2 separate regions of the Capra hircus genome follow, and region 2 is linked to region 1. A link is a contact called in public Hi-C data. All regions are on one chromosome and are shown on one strand. Each heading gives the region's core, a stretch centred on a gene start, on an enhancer-like site or on the middle of the called end of the contact. The rest is flanking DNA. Distances are from core to core; before and after follow the strand shown. Region 1 has its middle 64 kb from the start of SYPL1. Region 2 overlaps ATXN7L1 (ataxin-7-like protein 1).

The links. Hi-C and Micro-C count contacts between places; a contact is called where the count stands out from the background.
Region 2: a contact with region 1 is called in a Hi-C map of blood, with 5 times the contacts expected there. The contact joins two enhancer-like sites. A contact is called at or near these places in 3 of 5 Hi-C or Micro-C datasets (all in blood).

The regions. Positions count from the first base shown.
Region 1 is chr4:73,178,393-73,184,332 of ARS1.2, forward strand. No RefSeq gene overlaps it. Among named protein-coding and RNA genes, the nearest start is that of SYPL1, 64 kb to the left of the region's middle. Within about 2 kb of position 3,284, at least 1 of the 5 cell types and tissues checked has an H3K27ac peak or open chromatin away from gene starts, as enhancers often do.
Region 2 is chr4:73,461,615-73,467,554 of ARS1.2, forward strand. All of the region lies in intron 3 of ATXN7L1 (ataxin-7-like protein 1), which reads left to right. Among named protein-coding and RNA genes, the nearest start is that of ATXN7L1, 120 kb to the left of the region's middle. Within about 2 kb of position 2,322, at least 2 of the 5 cell types and tissues checked have an H3K27ac peak or open chromatin away from gene starts, as enhancers often do.

The DNA of each region.
Region 1 (5,940 bases), core at 2,034-4,533:
TATGAGGTCTCACAGAGTTGGACACGACTGATGCGACTTAGCAGCAGCAGCAGCAGTGTGCTGCAAAACTTATGACCAGCATTTTTGGATAGAATAGAATAGGATAGGGTAGGATAGGATAGCATAAGAGAGAATAAAATATCAGAATTCATCATACATGGTAAAGTTTGATAATGGAACATTTTACAGCTGTGAGTATAATATTCCTGTGCATATTTTATATATGTATATGTGTACTGGATTGTAATGCTAGAGATGTTTTTTTATAGTGGATCTTGGTTAAAAAGTTGAGAGCTTACCTTGGTGAGTATTGGGGAAAAGAGGGGTTGAATTTCCAGTCCTCCTAGATCACCCTCAGGGTCTGGAATGTCTCTCTTCACCCCTGTGCCCCTGGGGGTTCCTTTGCTGATCCACCCTGAGAACCACGGGTCACATGTGCTCACAGTGGTGCACTGGCAGACGGGGTACTGAGATGAGGAAGGCACACCGCACTCCACTGTCATTTTCATAGCCAACCACACCATCAGCTAGTTCACCCTGCACCTTGAAAACAGTGGCTGGTGTGTAAGAGAAGCTTGGCAGATGTGTATTGCCTGAATGAGTGACCAAATCCGGACAGCAGGGTTGCATGTCCGAGTGCTCTGAGATGTGAGGAAGCACAGTGCAATTGGGGAACCGAAAGAAACTCAGTGAAAGTGACCTCAATGGCTGTTCTGCCAGCTACCCCTCCCACCTGAGCTTACAAAGACTGCTCATCAGGGCATAGAAGGTTTTGGAGCAGACCACTCCTCCCCAACTTTTCCAGTTGTTGTTCAGTCGCTCAGTTGTGTCTGATTCTTTATGACCCCATGGACTGCAGCATGCCAGGCTTCCCTGTCCTTCACTATCTCTTGGAGCTTGCTCAAACTCATGTCCATCGAGTTGGTGATACCATCCAACCATCTCATCCTCTGTTGTCCCCTTCTCCCCCTGCCTTCAGTCTTTCCCAGCATCAGGGTCTTTTCAAATGAGTCAGTTCTTTGCATCAGGTGGCCAAAGTATTGGAGCTTCAGCTTCAACATCAGTCCTTCCTTCAGGACTGATTTCCTTTAGGATTGACTAGTTTCACCTCCTTGCAGTCCAAGGAACTCACAAGAGTCTTCTCCAACACCACAGTTCAAAAGCATCAATTCTTCGGTAGTCAGAATTCTTTTATGGTCCAACTCTCACCTCCATACATGACTACTGGAAAAACCATAGCTTTGACTATATGGACCTTTGTTGGCAAAATAATGTCTTTGCTTTTTAATAGGCTATCTAGGTTTGTCATAGCTTTTCTTCCAAGGAGCTTATAATTTCATGGCTTCAATAACCACCTGCAGTGATTCTGGAGCCCAAGAAAATAAAGTCTGTCACTGTTTCCATTGTTTCCCCATGTATTTGCCATGAAGTGATGGGACCGGAGGCCATGATCTTAGTTTTTTGTATGTTGAGTTTTAAGCCAGATTTTTCACTCTCCTCTTTCACTTTCATTAAGAGGCTCTTTTGGTCCTCTTCACTTTCTGCCATAAGGGTAGTGTCATCTGCATATTTGAGGTTATTGATATTTCTCCTGGCAATCTTGATTCCAGCTTGTCCTTCATCCAGCCTGCCATTTCACATGATGTACACTGGATATAAGTTAAAGAAGCAGGGTGACAGTATACAGCCTTGACGTACTCCTTTCCCAATTTGAACCAGTCATTGTTCTATGTCCAGTTCTACCTGTTGCTTCTTGACCTTCATACAGGTTTCTCAGGAGGCAGGTAAGGTGGTCTGGTATTCCCATCTCTGTAAGAATATTCCACAGTTTGTTGTGATCCATGCAGTCAAAGGCTTTAGCATAGTCAGTGAAGCAGAAGTAGATGTTTTTCTGGAATTCTCTTGCTTTTTCTATGACTCAACAGATGTTGGCAATTTGATCTTTGGTTCCTCTGCCTTTTCTAAATCCAGCTTAAACATCTGAAATTTTTGGTTCACATACTGTTGAAGCCTAGGTTGGAGAAATTTGAGCATTGTTTTGCTAGCATGTCAAATGAGTGCAATTGTACGGTAGTTTGATTATTCTTAGGTATTGCCCTTCTTTGGGATTTGAATGGAAACTGACCTTTTCCAGTCCTGTGGCCACTGCTGAGTTTTCCAAATTTGCTGGCATATTGAGTGCAGCACTTTAACAGCATCATCTTTTAGGATTTGAAATAACTTATTTCCCCAGGGCCATGAGCTCACCTGAAGACAGGGCCATCTACTTTACTCAGTGAGAAATGCTAGTTATCTCAAAGACTTCAGAAAAAGCCCAGCAACCCTGTAGAATTGTCCATTTCTGGGAGACTAAGAGTCATAAAGCAGGCAGTGATATGCTGGGTGTTGAGGTCAAGCTAGGCTGGGCTTGTCAGAGAGACAGATGAAGAGGACTGTCTCAGGAGCATCACCATAAGCAGCCACAGCTCCTTCCCTTGTGTGGTCACCACTTAAAGAAATTCCTCCCCACGGCTCCTTGGAGACTCCTGCCCTTTGGCTTTGTGCCTCCAGGCTTGTGGTGGCATTAAAAGTGCTGCTCCTTGTCACTAGGCTCTTGTGGTTCTAAGTGTGGTGGAAGCAGCTCTGAGGAGTGACTAGATCCCTCATCCTGGGGTCCTGCCACGTGGGTCCTATCTGAATTCTTGCCCTCAGAAACTGGATTTGAGGAAATCCCATAACATGAGTTAAGGAAAACTGGGGAGAGGGAAAGCTCAAGAGGCCAAAGGACAGCCCCAAGACACAGGCAGATATTGTCACATTCCCCCATCCTGTTATCATTCCTGGTATCAGAGTGAATGGCTCACAGGGTTCACCAAGTCGCTGAAGGAAGACACATGCTCCTGGGCTCCAGGCAGAGGAGATGTGCAGGCATTACCCGGAGCATTGTGATGCCTCCAGCGAGGCGGTGGTAGAGAGGAAGCCTCAGTCTGCATGAACATGAGCTTGGGTGTAGCCCCTCCTGCTGGGAGAGGAGGCTTGGTACCAGCTAGCTGACCAATGCCACAATGCAGAGAGAGCTTCCAGGGACTCATTCCAGGGCTTCCGCCCTTTGCACTGTGACCTGTGGGCAGCTGCACACTCATTAGCATTCATGTCTGCCTCTGGCACAGCCCACTGAACACCAGCCAGCTGGCTGAGACCCTTCGTGTGCAAAGAGAGTCTGTGTCGTGCAAGAGTTCGGATAGTCTTGCGTGTGTACTGACGGCCTCAGCTATAACTGCCGCTCACACCAAGAGCTGAGACTCTGTGACTGGACTCACGCCAGTCTTTGCAACGTGCACTTGGAGTAGACCGGGAGAAGCCAGAGCAGGAGACAGAGCAGCTTTCCCTTGCTGCTCTCACCGAGATTTGGTTATGACATTTCATTCTGTGTTGTTCTATCATTTTATTTTCTTGAGGTGAAACAAACATCTGGTGCACAGATCTTCATACATTTTAAATGCCTCTCCCAGCCTCTGCACTGTTGTAACGCCGCCCCTTTCCTTCCCGCATGTTCATTTGAATATGAACTTAATGGACGCTAAATAAGCCAGCAGAGTTGCTGTTTTTCATGCGGTTGAGCAGATGTGTTTCTGAGGAAATGTGCTTGTATGGGCAACCTGAGCCTCTCCACCCAGACAGACCACAGGCACAGCCAGCCTCTGGCACCCAGGAGAGTGCTCCAGCCACCTATCTGGGGGAATTGAAAGTGTAAATGGCACCCAGCCCCCTCTGTAAAGTTTCCTCCTCCCCCCACCCTCTCCCTTCCTCTGTATGCTAAGGACCCTGGGGTTCTTCAGTAAGGAAGGGACGGCCCCTGCCCTCGAGTGGTACCGACCAGTCCAGTGCTGAAAAAATCATCTGTCCTCAACAGACTTGATGGATTAAAAGCAGGGATTGATCTTTCAAGTTCCACCCTAAGTTCCAGCACTTTAGGAGATTCCTGGAAAAGCAGGACAGGCTAGGGAATGCTCCGGGTTGACTCATCCTCGGGTTGAAAAATTCTTGCCTGAAGTCTGACATTCCGTGTCTAAGACTTGAGAAGACTCATGGAGGTTCTTGAGGGCAGCTAAAAGCTAGAGCAATCACCTGGGCTGGCTTTGTCCCCTCTCCCCGACAAAGGACTGTTGCTGAAGCTGTGTTGTGATGGACCCTGGTGTGTGTGTGTGTGTGTGTGTGTGTGTGTGTGTGTATGTGTGTGTGTGTGTGTGTGTGTGTGTGTTGCTCAGTTGTATCTGACTCTTTGAAGCCCCATGGACTATAACCTTCCAGGCTCCTCTCTGTTCACAGGATTTTTTCAGGCAACAATATTGGAGTGGGTTACCATTTTCCTCCTCCAGGGAATCTTCCCGACCCAGGGATAGAACCCTCATCTCCTTCACTCCTGAATTGCAGGCCGATTCTTTACCTGCTGAGCAGTCAGGGAGGCCACATGCAACCTGGGCTCAGGCACAGAGCAGCCACAAGCTGGGTGTGGGCTTTCAGGGTGTCTGTCTTCCCAGTCAGGCAAGGGTTCCCAGTATCAGGTGCAGCTGGATGTGGGAGAGAGACAGAGCTCCCAGACTGAGCCTGGCCCTGCTTGCTCTAGTCACCTAGCCCTCTCTGGACTTTCCTCTCCTCATCTACATGGCAAAGGGGTTGAAGCAGCTGACCTCAAAGCTATTCAGATTTAAAACTCCACAGGGAATTTTCTCTCCTCTAAACTCTGCCCACCCCATAGAATTGTTCTGTGACTGGCCCGAGGGGCATCAAAGCCCTGCAAACTGCAAAGCGCTGGACACACCAGCCTTTCCAGGGGCGATGATTCTGGGAGCCCTGTTTGGTCCAGAAATCCTCCCAGATACTGTTCTTAATGGGTTTGCCAGACTCTTAGATCAGCGATTTAACAAAAGCCTGGCTGAGCCCGGATTAGGTTTCTGGGAGCCAGGACCTGGGGGGCCTGTCCGGTTGAGCCACTTTCTCAGAGCCACGTGACTCTCACAGACCAGGAGGCAGGCGAGGTGGGGGCCCCTCCCCCGTGTCTGTCCCCTGCTCTGAAGTCCTGTGCACAGTGACATCGAGCAGCAGTGCACCTAAAAGGAACCCCGACTGAAGAGTGGTGGGCCACTCACGCCTACCGGTGGTCAGCACACTTCCCGCACAGTGAGGGGCCCCAGTCCAGACTGGCAGGTTCCATGTTGGCTGTCACGTTTGGCCATCTTCTCTGGAACCCATGACATTGCCCCCAGGGAGGCAGGAGGAACAGATCTGTGAAGAGAACCCTGTAGTGGCTGCTATGATGTATGATGTTTCTGCCACCTTTACCTAGAAGAGCTTCAAAGTGCAGGCAGCCCCAGGAGGTTTCTAGGGGAAGTTCTGGTGTCTCCTTGGAAAATCCCACTTAGCTGGAAAAACAAAAAACAAAAACAGCAGGGTGTTTACCGCTTACACGTGCAAGATCTTGTTTAACTCGCACACTTCTCCATGGGGCAAAATTACAGCATCGTCATCCCCATCTTACAGGGTAGGAAACGGAGCACAAAAATGTTAAATGACTTACTCAAGGTCACAAATGTTTGGCCCCAAGTATATCCAATATCAGAGCGCATGCCCTTAACCACTAAGCCACATCTCCTCCAGAGTGGGAAGAAGTCACCTTGGTTTGTCCACATAGACCAGAGGCCACTTTTGACTTGAGATACTGTTTGGCAGCCAAGGTAGAAAGAGTCCTTGGTTGGTGAATTAAATACACAATGAACAAAGACCCCACAACTTTGGAGAAATGAGCTACTAAGGCAACTTCAGATACAACAAGGAATTAGACTTTACTGATGGTGTCCTAGACCTTGAAGCAGTCAGTCCAGGGGGAGAGGGTGCACCCCTGGTTTAATATCTTAGCCCAACCAGAGTCAATGTCAGGCCAGGGGAAACTCCGTGTTGAAG
Region 2 (5,940 bases), core at 1,072-3,571, 280 kb after region 1:
CGAGATCACGAAGACAGATTTAAAGTAACCAGTGTTTAATTTAGGGGGAAAAAAAGGCAATTGGCATGAATAATCATTTACAAATGTAATTTCCAAAGGAGCCCTGTTGATACCATTCAGCAAATGCCAACAAAGCATTTACTTTCTAAAGGGAGAAAGCAAGACAAGAGAAATGAAGGCATCTTCAGGAATGGACCAGAGGACATCCAAGCCATAGAGAAGAAGCAGATGTGAATGAATGATACAGAAGATAGACTCAACTTCTGAAAGATCTCAGAGAACTGGCATTGCCTGGAGAAGGCTTCCTGGAAGAGGAGACTCCCGCCGAGCCCCAAAGTGTGGACAAGCTTCCATGTACTGCAAATTCGTGAGCACATTCTGGTGGCAGGGTTTAGGGAGAAAATGGGCTGGAGCAGAACAGGGGGCACCCATGGGATTCCTCTCTCCATGTCCACCACCACCACCACCCTGGTCCAAGCTATCATCACCTCTCGCCTGGACAACTGCAAAAGCCCGCCAGCTGTTTTTCCCTGCTTCCACTCTTGTTCCTCTGCAATTCATTCTGCACACAGAAGTGAGAACCAGAAAAGTTAATCATATCATTCTCCTGCCTTGTGTCTTCCCATTGCTCTGAAGCTAAAAGTAAAAACCATTATCATGGCTACAAAGTCTTGTGTGGTCTGAACTACATCCTGTGCCGGGCTTCCTTTCAGTCTCTCTGTGCCAGTCAAACTGGCCTTCAAAATCTCAGCACACTGGGTATTCCTGCCAGGGGGCCCTTGCACATGCTTTTCCTTCTCTGTGTATGATTTTCTTTCATCCCCTCTTCCTGAAACTGACTCATCCTTCAGAATGCATTTTAATGATTACCTCCTCTTAGAAGACTTCCTGATTGTCGTAACTTGGTCCACTCTCCCTCATACCTTAAAAAAAACATTTGTGGTGTGAACTTATAATTCATGTCGCCCCTCCTAGGCCACAATGGGCTTCCCTGGTGGCTCAGTGGTAAAGAATCCACCTGCCAATGCAGGAGACACTGGTATGATCCCTGGATCGAGAAGATCCCATGGAGAAGGAAATGGCAACCCACTCCAGTATTCTTGCCCGGGAAATCCCATGGACAGGGGAGCCTGGCAGGCTGCAGTCCATGGAGTTGCAAAAGAGTTGGACACAACTTAGCAACTAAATAATAACAACAGGGCTACAGGCTCTGTGAGAGTAGGAATCCAGACTTTGAACTGTTATTCCACAGTTTTAATAACAAGGCATTGAATAGGTATCATGACATTTCATTAGGAATAATGAGACTAGTTTAGAAATTCTACTTGACCAGTCACTATGTAAGAGAGTACCATTGTGAATTACTGGCAAGAAAAACCTGAATTCATGTCCAGACTCTGCCACCTGCTGGCTATGCTGGTATGAGTAAATCCCAGATCCTTTCAGAGCCTGTTTCTTCCTCTAAAGTGGAGGTACTAACAGCCACTTCACATGGTTGTAGCAAGAAATTAGTAAAATAATATAAAAACATTTTCAACTGTAAAACCAGGCACAAAGATGCCCTGTCATTTTGCTCATGCGTGGTATATTGGGTCATTAAACATCTGTAAGATGGATGGATGGATGGATGGATAGATGGATGGGTGAACAGATTATCAGTTATAGAACCAATACATGAGCCAAGAAGGGAACCTGGCGGAAGGACAGTATGCTGGAAGCCAAAAGAGGAGAGAATTTTTCAAAAAGTAGGAGGAGTCTTTTGATTGCCCAGAATATCACATACAGTAGAGCAGGCAAGAAGAATGAGGGGGGAAAGAACCATTTACTCTGAGTAGAAGGAAGTCAGTGATGACCTGAGGGCGTGTCCTCCTCAACCCTTTCTTATTGTGGGTGCTTTCAGTGACATGCCTTATTTGTAAATCACTCTGCTGATTTTTAATCTTTTTGGGGGAAATCAAATTGGTTCGCATATACAGCAGAGCTGGCCAGATTACTCCAGCTGCTGCCAGCAGGCGCTGACAAGTGAAGAAGGGAACGTCAGAGGATAAGAAAATACGCTAAACACTTAACTTTAATAAGGCCTTGAAAACACTGGTATTTAATAAATTGCCATGGATAATCTGGTTTCAGTTTCAAGGGTTGTTTCACTTTTTACTCCCTGTCTTATGGTCAGAATAGGGCTGTATGTGTAGGCAGGGACCGGTGGTGTGAGCTCTGACAGCAATTGTTCATTCCTATGTGCATTTTTCTGTCCCTGTGATGACACCTCACTTTCTACCACAACCATCCATGCAGAGTAAGTCACTGTAAAACACACACACACACACCCCCTAGCTGAGTTCCTGTCCTTTTGATTGGCTGTTTCTGCATCGTGGTAGGGCTTGGGCTCACCTTCCGGCCAGGCCCTGATCCAGCCAGTCTGTTTGTCCAGAAATAAAGGATAAGATCACCAGTGCTTCAGACAGAAGAGTGTGATGGCTCACAGCCCAGCTGCTTCATCTAGGGCCTGCTGTCGCCTAGCTTAGATCTCAAGTGTAGAGGATGGCTATAATCATGCTTCCTCGGAGAGGTGGTGTGAAGATTAAATGCCATAATGCATGTAACATGCTTAGGTTGAGCCCAACCCAGCCTTAGAAGTGAGTTAATAGAAACCCAGAAGTCATGATAGATTTAACCCCTTTTCCAAGATCTCCTCTATCTTTGAGCATCGCTGCTGAGCCCCAGCCTGGCTGCCCTTGAGGAATTTCCCATGGTGGATATTTCATACAGCAAATAGCTCTTAGAGGCTGGAATTAGAAATCTTGAGGAGTTCATGAAGGACTTTTGGGGTGAGCCTGGGGTGGGAATGGGGCAGGGCCAAGAAAAGGGTTCAGGAAAGAACTCAGCTGAATTCCTAGTGATCCAGAGATGAGGCCTGGAAGAGAAGCAGAAGCCAGCCAGGAAGGCAAGCAGTTAGACCTGAAACATCTGAGTAACACTGTCACAGAGCCCCAGCAGGAAAGAATTCCAAGGAGTATCAAACACTTTAGAAAGGTAAACTAGATAATAACTAAGCAAAAAAAGTTTTTGAGTCATATTTGCCTTTTCAGTGAATTCAGATTAATTTAGTTTGGGGAATTTTAAAGACACACATTGTAATCATTGGAAATACCCTAGAGCGTTGTAAAAACCAGGGTTGGAAATCACTTTACCCTCTGTATGCTAAGAGTAAAAATCAATCTTGCAAGCAGATTTTAAAAACTCCTGAGCCCGGGAAAGAAATCAACCTGGCTGTCAAATCTACGCTAAGTCCTGTTCCTGATTATCTCCTCCCACCCCCCCGCCACCCTCTGGCTCCTTCTCTGCACTGTTGGCAGGAAGGATACACATTCCTGATTTCTTTCACAAATACAGTCCCTAAAAGAACCAGAGGAAGCATGGAGAATATAGAACCAGAATGGGATCAGTTAAGTCCTCTGCCTAATTTCTTTTGTCAACCCCCACCCCACCCCCGCCCACTGTTATTTAGGCCCCTTTTGTGGCTTTACAACCAACGCTGTCTGTGAAGTTTCAAAGGCCAACTGGGTTTGAAGAGTACTTTGACTTTTTTTGTTGTTATTGTTATCTCTTGTCTTAAAAAAAAAAATTGTTGAAGTATAGTCAATTTACAATGTTGTATTAGTTTCAGGTATACAGTAAAGTGATTCAGTTATACACACATATATAGATATATTCTTTTTATTTTTATATTCTCTTCTGTTACAGATTATTATAAGACATTGAGTTTAATTCCCTGTACTGTATCGTGGGTCCTTGTTGGTTATCTATTTTATCTATAGGAGTGTGTGTATTTTAAGAGTGCCTTGACTTTTTAATTTTTTATTATATCCATCAGTTTGGGAGCTTTTTTTTCCTGTGCAAATCAAAACAGTCCCCATACATATTTAATTTTAAGCGTTAAAAATCCTCCCCTCTCCATGTATGACCCCATTCATTTTTTTTCTTGATTGTGTCGCTACTATAGCTCTGGAGCATATAATTTAGGGTTCTGAATTTAATGGGGGTGTCTGGAGGTCACCGTTAAGTGGATACACTTCTTTATTAAGTCAATATTTGATAAAGCCTTTTGAAAATGCTAATAAGTATGTTCATGGGACTGCCTGCTAAGATGAGAGAAAAGAAAAAAATTTAAAGCTTGCTTTTATTGCTCCAAACCGTAAGTAAATGGCCAGCTCTATCTTCCTTTCATCTATCATTTATATTTATTACATTTGGTGAGTCTGGTTAGTGGTTTAGATTCCTTAGGTTTTTACTACATCCAGATTCCTATTATGCAGTCGTCTCTGATAAAACCTAATGGGATACAACCCTGGACCCTGGAGCATAACGTGATGCCAGACCCCGTTGCAAATATGTTTCCTACTAAAGCAAACTATAGTGGAAAACATTAAAGAGAAACATTCCCCGGTCACTTCCAATTGCAAAAAAAACTTCATAAATCACTAGTTCCACAGAGAGCTCCCCCCAGATCACATTTTTTTTCACCCTGCCTCATTACCTCTATTGTGAGAGCTCCCTTTGCCCTCATACTCCTGAGAAAGCGATTATGGTGGTTTGTGCCCTCCTTAAAAACATGGCTTGTGTACCAGTTGCTTTTTTTTAATGGGAAGTTATTTGCATTAAGAAATCATGCACTTGGATGTGTTGGCATGCACCAAGGGCAAAAGCCAGACAGTAGGAAACTGCAGATTAGATGGCCCAAGTTTTCAACAGATAAATGATGAGGGAAATAGATGGAAGGAAGTGGTCACTTAAAAGCAGCATAAAAGATGTCTAAAAAATGGGTAAAACTAAGTGACAGTGTCTAAGAATACACACTAGGGTGATAAAACCATAAATAAACACATGGAAACAAACACGTAAGTCAAGAGAGTGGCTGCTTTGGAAGGAGGGAGGAGCTGTGATTAGGATAGGGATAGGATAGATGTGCGGGGCGGGGGGCGGGGCCTGGGGGCTGGAGAGATTCTTTTCTTCTGCCTGGTGTCCAGAGGATGTTTGCCTGTTTGTTTTGTGCAGGTTTGAGTGTTTGTACGTTATTTTACAGAACAAGGTTTTCATTTGATGAGTCTGCTTGGGGTTCACATTACCTATAGTCTTTAAGGAATTTGACTTTGGCTTGTAATAAAATATGTCTTACTTTCTCACAAAGAAGAATACCGTAATTCCAGCTGGAAAGGCACCTGGAGTTGCCTGGCAGTTCTGTCAAAATCGAAAAGGAAAAGAAGATCGATTGGTGGAGATTTTCTGGGTTCTGGCTGCTGAAGACCTCCTGATCTTTCTTGTTTCCCTCCTTTTATTTCTGTAGTCAGTGATCTAGTTCTTTGCTTTTCATCATGGGTTGTGCTGTGCTTAGTTGCTCGGTTGTGTCTGACTCTTTGCGACCCCATGGACTGTAGCCCACCAGGCTCCTCTGTCCATGGGGATTCCCCAGGCAAGTATACTGGAGTTGGTTGCCATCCCCTCCTCCTGGGGATCTTCCCAACCAAGGAATCAAACCCAGGTCTCCCACATTGCAGGCGGATGCTTTACCAACTAAGCTGTCATGGGTTACACACCCACAAACCTTCCTCACCTAAAACAAAACCTAGAACCCTGACAACAGCCATGTTGCTCCTGCCCTCACTCCTTGGTGATCTGGGCTCACCTTTAAAGGCCACAGTGGGGAATTGCCTGGCGCTCCAGAGCGGTAAGGACTCTGGACTTTCACGGCTCAGGGTCTGGCTTCAATCCTTGGTCAGGGAACTAACATCCCACAAGCCTCACCTTAGTAGCCAATAAATAAAGATCATGGGGGTTTGCTTACTTTACTCACCCCAGCTGTGAGTCCCCCACTTTCTCCCCCTCTGCGGTCCCTGCAGATGCCAGTCTGAAGCGGCCACCCCAATGTGATTATAGAGTGAC